Linked DNA regions of Xenopus laevis: region 2 is linked to region 1. A link is a contact called in public Hi-C data. All regions are on one chromosome and are shown on one strand. The core of a region is the stretch at or near the end of the contact, and the rest is flanking DNA. Distances in the headings are between cores, read along the strand shown.

Region 1 (3,667 bases), core at 674-3,173:
ATGTGGCCCAACTTACAACTGTGACAATGAATTTAATGCTCATGGAGATGATGTGCAGACCCCTAGTCCAGCCCTGATTATGAACTTTAGTTATTATGTCTTAAACCTGTATCTGTATGATGCTATTTAAGTTACTGGAAGAATACATTGTATTACAGACACAGATGTTAGTCAAGGGCTGCGACTTGCTGTACTGGTCTCACCAGAACATCTGCTCTAATCTGCAGCTCCAGGTCACTGAACAGCTTTTCTATCCAATTGAGTAACTGCCAAATTGTATTCTGTGTGTCCTTATATGTCCCAGTTTCTATAGCTGTGAATCAAAATAAAAGCATAAGGAAAGGTGAAGGAAGGTGTGAGGCACCCCTTCCCCAGTGATTCCAGTCACTTACCTGTTACCCTGGGATAGTGCTCCTCTTTATTTAAAAAACACACTACCCTGGGTACAAAGTGCATCTGTTAAGTGAGATAGTTTTGATGATATTCTCCTGTGAAAAGTTACATAGTCAGATGTAAAACAGTGGGCTTTAAGTAAAGTATAAGTACATATATAATATACAATTCGAAGTCATCTCAGATCATTCTTAGGCGTGGATTTTGATTTAACGGGTCTTAAACAGATAACTTCCCATTTTTAGCCAAATATATGAAACCATTACTTGTGTCTATATATCCTGCAAAGAAATCAAACAGGATCTGTTGAATTTAACAACAATGTAAAATATCAGACTGGTAATATGTATTATACACAATTAAACAACCTACATGCATATTATATTATTACCATGAAACATATGTCTAATAATGACAAATGCCCTAATTGCAAAGCTAGTTAAAGTAAACAATTACAGATAATCAGAAGTTATCTTTTACTGTTCTCGGGCAGACAGAACAATGAAAACATCCCTGATTGGCTGCTATGACTAAAACTGACCATACATGATTAGATTTGGTCGGGCATTTTGGCTGATTAACCAGATGATCTTTCCTTTTTCAGTCAGTGGGTGCATGGTGCAGATGAAATAAGTTGCACGACCTTCACTTTTCTGCAGTTCTGATTATTTCAGCGGTTAGCCCAAAAGAAAAGAACAATGCTAGGTGGCTATGTATGTTTATGCCTTCTTGTACAGTATACTCCAACTTGACCCCTTGGTCATTTGGATACCATGGAGGATTGACCAGTGTACCTTTGCTAGACAATGGCACACGTTGTCACTAGCACAAACTATCACCAACTGACACCAGTAGACACCAAATACCACCATCTGAAACCAAGGAGGTTATTTACTAAACTTTGATAAAACTCAGAATCTGAAAATCTGCCATCTCAAACCTGCTTAGGTCATGTAGAAGTCAATGGCAGATGTCCCTTTTACAATTTGAAGATATGGTGATCTGCCCTGGGTTTCGTCTGATAATCTGTAAAATTTGGGGTTTTCGGGCGATAACCTGAAAAAAAGAGTGATTTGGGAGTAAAATCCGAAAAATATGTATGTTTCAAGTTTTTGCTCCTTTTTTTCAACCCTTTTCCTGCACCGAAATTTTCGAGTTATTTTATTGATAAATAAATTAAAATCATGGATGGGACTTTGGTCGAGCTTGCTTTAATAAAAAGATGAGATAAATTAAAGTTTTAATAAATAACCCCCCAAATGTCACAAAATGGACAATGAAACCAACTTTCACCAGCTGTTACCAATGGACATTGAGAGGACTGAAATTAACTGGCACAAACATATACTGAGAGCAACTATCACCAACTGTCCCCAACTGGACAATAATACAAACTGACACTTTGGGGGGTCATTTGCCAAAACTGGTGGTTGAGTTTCTGTGTCAGTGCCTCCCTCCCACCCCTGCTGTTGGCTGCCTCTGCTCGAGCCACTTGTTTCATTGTGGTGGCTGAAAATTAGGAGGCAAAACGAGCCAGAATTAGGAAATTCCATGCAGCAGACCTTTGTTCCCCGAGCCCCCCCACGACTGCGGGCTCTGCAGTATGCCATTGGTTGAGGGGCCCCCTGAGGTAATATCTCTGGTCCAATGCTGATTTGGTTAGATCAATTTACCTTCAAATACAACAGTTTATAGGTTCCCTGTTAAATATATACAGCTCTGATCTAAAAATATACTGCTTCATGCTCCCTATTCTTATATAGTGTAATTAAAGTTCATTTTGCTTGACTAATGTGATAAAATAGGATTTTGAATAATTTTTTTGGGTGACGGCCACCCTTTAATATAAGATTCAGCATTATATGCAATACCAAATACTTGGTAAATTATATGCCTGTACAGGGTATTTTATGTGAGTGAAGAAACCCTGAAGTGTAAATTTCAATTTGGTGGCCATAATTTCATAGCTGCCAAGGACAGGGCAAGAACCATTGAACTTTTCAAAAGGGTACAGTGTCATTTACTTTACCTCATGTGTTATGAATACCAAGGATATGACTAGTCCATCTGGAAGTGAAAGAAAAAATTTGCTTCTCTAGTAGTTTTTCACACTAAATACTGTACACCTTACTTAGTTAAATCATGAGCTGAAGTAGGGCTATGTTCTTTCTGGATTTGTTTTATTGAATGGCCAAGGATTACATGTTACCCACATACTCCCTCTAGCTGAAACTAATAGCATACAGCATGTGAGCAGCAACCATTTAATTTTATTTGCTATACAGGTTTATAACTTGGAACAGTTAGGAGCATTTTTTTTTTAATAAGGGGTCTGTTTCTCCTTTAAGTCTACTAATATACAGTGCACACAGTACCTCCAATGTCTTCTCATTGTAATGGTGGTACTGACCCTTAGACACAAGCAAAGCACCCCACTATACCAGAAAATGAGGAGCTACACACAGTCACTGTCATGTGGATTGGAAGCATACCCCATTAATTTAACCACTCACCAGTGCACAGTGCAACATTCACAGAGCTCTTAACTCCCCCTATTTTCCTGGTAGTTACCTCATTTATGTCACTACCACACTATATCACAATATGGTAATGTGTATGGCAAGTGAGCGTTCTGGTGCGAGGAAAGGCCTGGCTGCACACCACAGATTCCGCTGCTATGGCTCTCTCTTTCAGGTTGACAGCCTTGTATTTGGAGGTACAAAGAACAAATCAAGTATGTTGGCTAAAGAGCCCCCATTTGAGGCTTGGAGACCAGCTCAAATACCCATTCTACCCTGTCACTAAACAAACTGACTGCAATGCAATCATTCCAATCATTTCATTGCAGAACCTGATGTAAGAACTAACATTTACTCTAATAAGAAAATATATTTTCCTTGTAAAGTCACCTGTCCTGCTGCTGATACACATTGCCATTTATTCACTTGCATGAAACAAGAATTAGGAGGTTGGTAAAAAACATGAATTGCAATTTTTACACAGCATAATATGCTCATAATTGCTCATAATTTAGCCCTACTTGCCATAAGCTTTATTTCCATATACAGGTAAACTGTTAAAAACATTAAAACATATAACACAGATCTGAGTCGCATTACACTGAGTAATTTAAGTAACAATGCAATACAATCCCTCGAATCCCTCAGGTTCTTAATTACAGTATATTCAGGATAAAACTGCACTACCTAAACTAATAACCTCCCAGGTATGCATTCTTGATGTAATAGATGAGGTTACCCCTAGGGCTGCCATG
Region 2 (4,069 bases), core at 1,027-3,526, 130 kb before region 1:
TGAAGATTAAAAAACAGAATGGCTATTTAAGGGAAGAAAAGGGTGAATGTGGGGAAACAGAAGAGCCAGCCAAATTCTTGCAACAGTTTTGATAAGGAAATATTGGGGAAGTGAACAGAATAAGTAAAGTAATAAACACCATAAAATAAGTTAAGGGGGATTTGTATTCAGCATTCGTGTGCACAGATGTTGGGAGGGGAGAGAAAGGGAATCTGCAGAGTAGGGAAGTACCATCCTGCCTTATGGTCTGTTAGCCAAGTATAGAGCAGCTCCAGCATGAAGACCCCCCCTATCAGGACCCAGTCTGTGTGCCTGAGGGGTGGGAATTTCAGATGACTGTGACAAGCAAGGATCCTGACTGAGTGTTTCTCTGCCTGCTGAACTTCTACAGACTTCATATGCAGATTGGCTGTTTTAATTCTCCACCTCTCCTCTCCTTTACCACATGATTCAAAGCCATTTACAAACTGTGCCATTGCATTTGAAAAAACAAGGGATGGGGCTGCAGGTGTTCTCAACTAAAAATTGATGCCCTGCTCTTTGATGTGTTAGCCCTTTTTCTTTTAAAATTAAATAAATCATTGCAATAAATCTGCCTTTTACGTTACCAGATTGTTGTATTGCCTCGGCACCTTCCTTATACACCCTCCCTCCTTGCTTGCAAAGACTTGTAACTTTCAGTACTCTGCCTGAGCAAGTCCCCTTCCCCCACCTTTGTACTGACCGTGTGGAGCAGTGAAACAGATCTTTATGTAGCCCCTCTGTCTCCTGTACTTCACCTAACAATCAGCTCTTGACTGGTAGGCTGTAAACAGCAGACAGTGCAATATGGTGCTCACTCTGCAATCCACTGATCATGTCTGCTGTTTGCAGCCTGCTAGCCGAGAGCTGATTGTAAGGAGAAGTACAGGAGACTGTGGCTACATATTAAGATCTGTTTCATTGCTCCACACAGTCAGTACAAAGGGCAGGGGAAGGGGACTTGCTCCGGCAGTAGATCAGATGACTCCCAGACAGTAGATCAGGAGCAGCCCATTTAACAAAAAAATAGAGCGGGTAGGGTTTCCACCTGTTTGGTTTTGACCCGAACAGTTCGGGTTTTCTAAGTCCTTTTCGTTTTTCAGCTTTATGAAACCCGAACAATAATCTTTCTTGATAACCAATTTCTGTATAATGGATCCCAAAACATTCCGAAAACTGAACAGAAATTGAGGCATTTGCATTAAGTGATGCACTAACCCCACCCCGGCGTCATAACACCACTGACATCATTGTTCCTTCCTCTGATGTCATCATGCCCACCCCCATCATCACTGCCCGACCACCAATGCTATCTGCCCCTCCCCCTGTACAGATTTAGCCTCTAGCAATGGTGGCAACCCTACGCCTCTGGCATCTGCCCATACGGACAGATTGCCAGTCCATGCCTGCTGGGAACCAAACCAAAAAGATTACAATTTGTCTGGGGAACTGGCATTTACTGCTGTGTGTCTATTAGGGCTCTTACACACGGCCGTTCCGACCTGCGCTCCCCTGCGTTCCGTTTTTTGGCGTTCAGCCGCAGGGGAGCGCAGGAATAGACGCAAGTCATTATTTGAAATGGGGCTGTACTCACTCAGGCGCGTGTAGGCGCCGAACGCAGGAAAAATGCAGCATGTTGCGTCTGAACCTGCGTTCGGCGCCTACACGCGCCTGAGTGAGTACAGCCCCATTTCAAATAATGACTTGCGTCTATTCCTGCGCTCCCCTGCGGCTGAACGCCAAAAAACGGAACGCAGGGGAGCGCAGGTCGGAACGGCCGTGTGTAAGAGCCCTTAAACACCAAAAGGTGGGAAAGTGCATGGAGTGACATCTTCAATGATAATTAGACCAAAGTAAGACATGCATATAATTAGCTACCAATTAACCCAAACAAATCCACCAAAAGAAAAAAAATCTAAATAAATATCATGTGGCAACACTAAGATATCTTATCATAACAAAGATATACTTTTAAAACCATAAATATTCCAATTCAAAAAACCATTGTAACTTCATATAAACAATGCGCTATCTCACTATGTGTTACAAATGCTTATTCACAAAAGTTATACAAGAGAACCACTCACAGATATTCTACATGTTGCACATTAAGTCTCCATAATTATTATAAATTAATAGAAAGTAATCCTAGAAAATAACTCACAAAAGATCAGAGAGTCAGTCTTAAAAAAAAGAGTACTGCAGTCTGCATTGGCTCACAACAGATCAGTCAGTCTGTGGGAGAAATACTGCTGTGTGTGTGAATAGGCAAGGGGGTGTTACCAGGGGGTAGAATCAGCTGCAGCAGTTGCTATGGACTACTAGTGGTAGCTAGCTACCTTGTCAAAATTCAAGGCCAGAAAATACTAACTTCTAAAGTTCATTGTTAATCTCACATATCAATACTTAATATTAATGCCAAATTAGTTACATAAAGATAGAAAAAGTGCTTTGAAAAATAAAATAACCACTTGTGCAACGTAATGCTCAAAGTTAATACACTGACTTTACTTTAAGAGCTACCACCATTTAAATGAGTAAACAACCGTACATCAGTACAGACAAAAAAGATTTAACAACACAGAGCAGAGCTAGAACTGTGCAAAAAAATACATTTTTTTATAGCATCAACTTCAAGATACATAGAATTATAGTACTTATATAGCGCAACACTTATATTGTATCTTGCTCTCCAGATCTTGTGGAAAGGCAATAAATTCAAAGTGTTTGTAATCATAATAGAGGGCACCAACTCACAAGAGAAAATAGCATAAGATTTTACATGGGGTCTGCCAACTACTGTATTAACAGGACCAATATAAGTAGTCTATTGACAAACTGGGGCATATGACCACATAATACAAAGAATATACAATTCTATCAGCGGACAAACAGACTGGGGGTTCGTATGTGGTGTGGGATACTAGATGGGGTTAGCCACCTCTTACATATACAGGACCATAATAGTTAGTCCTCTTCACAGGGGCATATGACATCTCATCCATTCAAAAAGAATGTCAAACGGCAGTATATATATATATATATATATATATATATATATATATATATATATATATATCCAAAGTCATCTGTCACAGAAAGAGGTGTGTCCACTAAGAGTGTGACTGGATTCCCATCCATCACAATATTATCTCGCTGTCATCACATCACATAGATGGTAAGATTAATAATTGTACAAAGGCACATAAAGGGATGCTATACCATGATCATAAAAGACAAAAAATAAAAACAGAAAAAAGGAAAAAGAAGAAAAAGGAAAAGTAAAAGGAAAAGATATATATTCATATCTTTCAGTGTTAGAGCCAACTATAAAGCAACCACCACAAAGAATGTGCAAATTCCCAAAAAACTATAGCCATGGCAAATTGTAACCCCATATCACAATTCATATAAATGGCAGTAAATTTCAATAAAAAGAGGCATGAGAAATAAGTTCTTTCAGTCCCCTAGGGCTCAGGGTATCCAATCGATGTATCCATTTAAGTTTTGTTTGTAACCTTTCACGGGCACAAAGTCTATGATCATACATTTTAAACAAGATAGAGTATGTTTAAGTTCTAGAATATGTTTTGCCACTGGAGTGTCATCCTCAGGGCCGGAACTAGGGGTAGGCAGAGTAGGCACATGCCTAGGGCACAAAGCTGGGGGGGTGCCACCGTGCCAGGCACGCGCCTTCTCTGCTTCTCCTACCACCTAGTCCGGCAGATGTATGGCGGCGTGTGTGCGTCTCCGGTTCTTATGCGTATGCGCACATTTGGCTTTTTCGCGCATGTGCGCTTGAGGGCGTTATGCCTGGCCAAGCTACCTAGGGCGCCTGGCCGGGTTGGCCCAGCCCTGGTCACCCTTGTCTGATGCCAAAGCCATTCGAATTGCTGACCAGTGATTTGCCATTCGATCCCTAAAAGTCCTAATTGTTTTCCCTACATAAACAAGTCCACAGGGGCAGTTGATAATACAAACAACAAACTAGGAAGTACAAGTGACTCTGTGTTTTATAGGAATAGTTTTGCCTGAATGTGGATGGGTA

What was found. Hi-C and Micro-C count contacts between places; a contact is called where the count stands out from the background.
Region 2: a Hi-C map of the XL177 cell line shows a contact between it and region 1, with 3 times the contacts expected there. The contact joins the promoter of hsdl1.L here to the enhancer-like site in region 1. A contact is called at or near these places in 2 of 4 Hi-C or Micro-C datasets (the XL177 cell line and the XTC cell line).

The regions. Positions count from the first base shown.
Region 1 is chr4L:40,875,822-40,879,488 of Xenopus_laevis_v10.1, reverse strand. All of the region lies in intron 1 of LOC108714002 (5-hydroxytryptamine receptor 3A), which reads right to left. Among protein-coding and RNA genes, the nearest start is that of LOC108714002, 9.6 kb to the right of the region's middle. Within about 2 kb of position 1,923, at least 1 of the 7 cell types and tissues checked has an H3K27ac peak or open chromatin away from gene starts, as enhancers often do.
Region 2 is chr4L:41,004,516-41,008,584 of Xenopus_laevis_v10.1, reverse strand. It overlaps hsdl1.L (inactive hydroxysteroid dehydrogenase-like protein 1), which reads right to left and starts at 2,276. Exons shown (of 5, transcript XM_018257816.2): 1 at 2,186-2,276.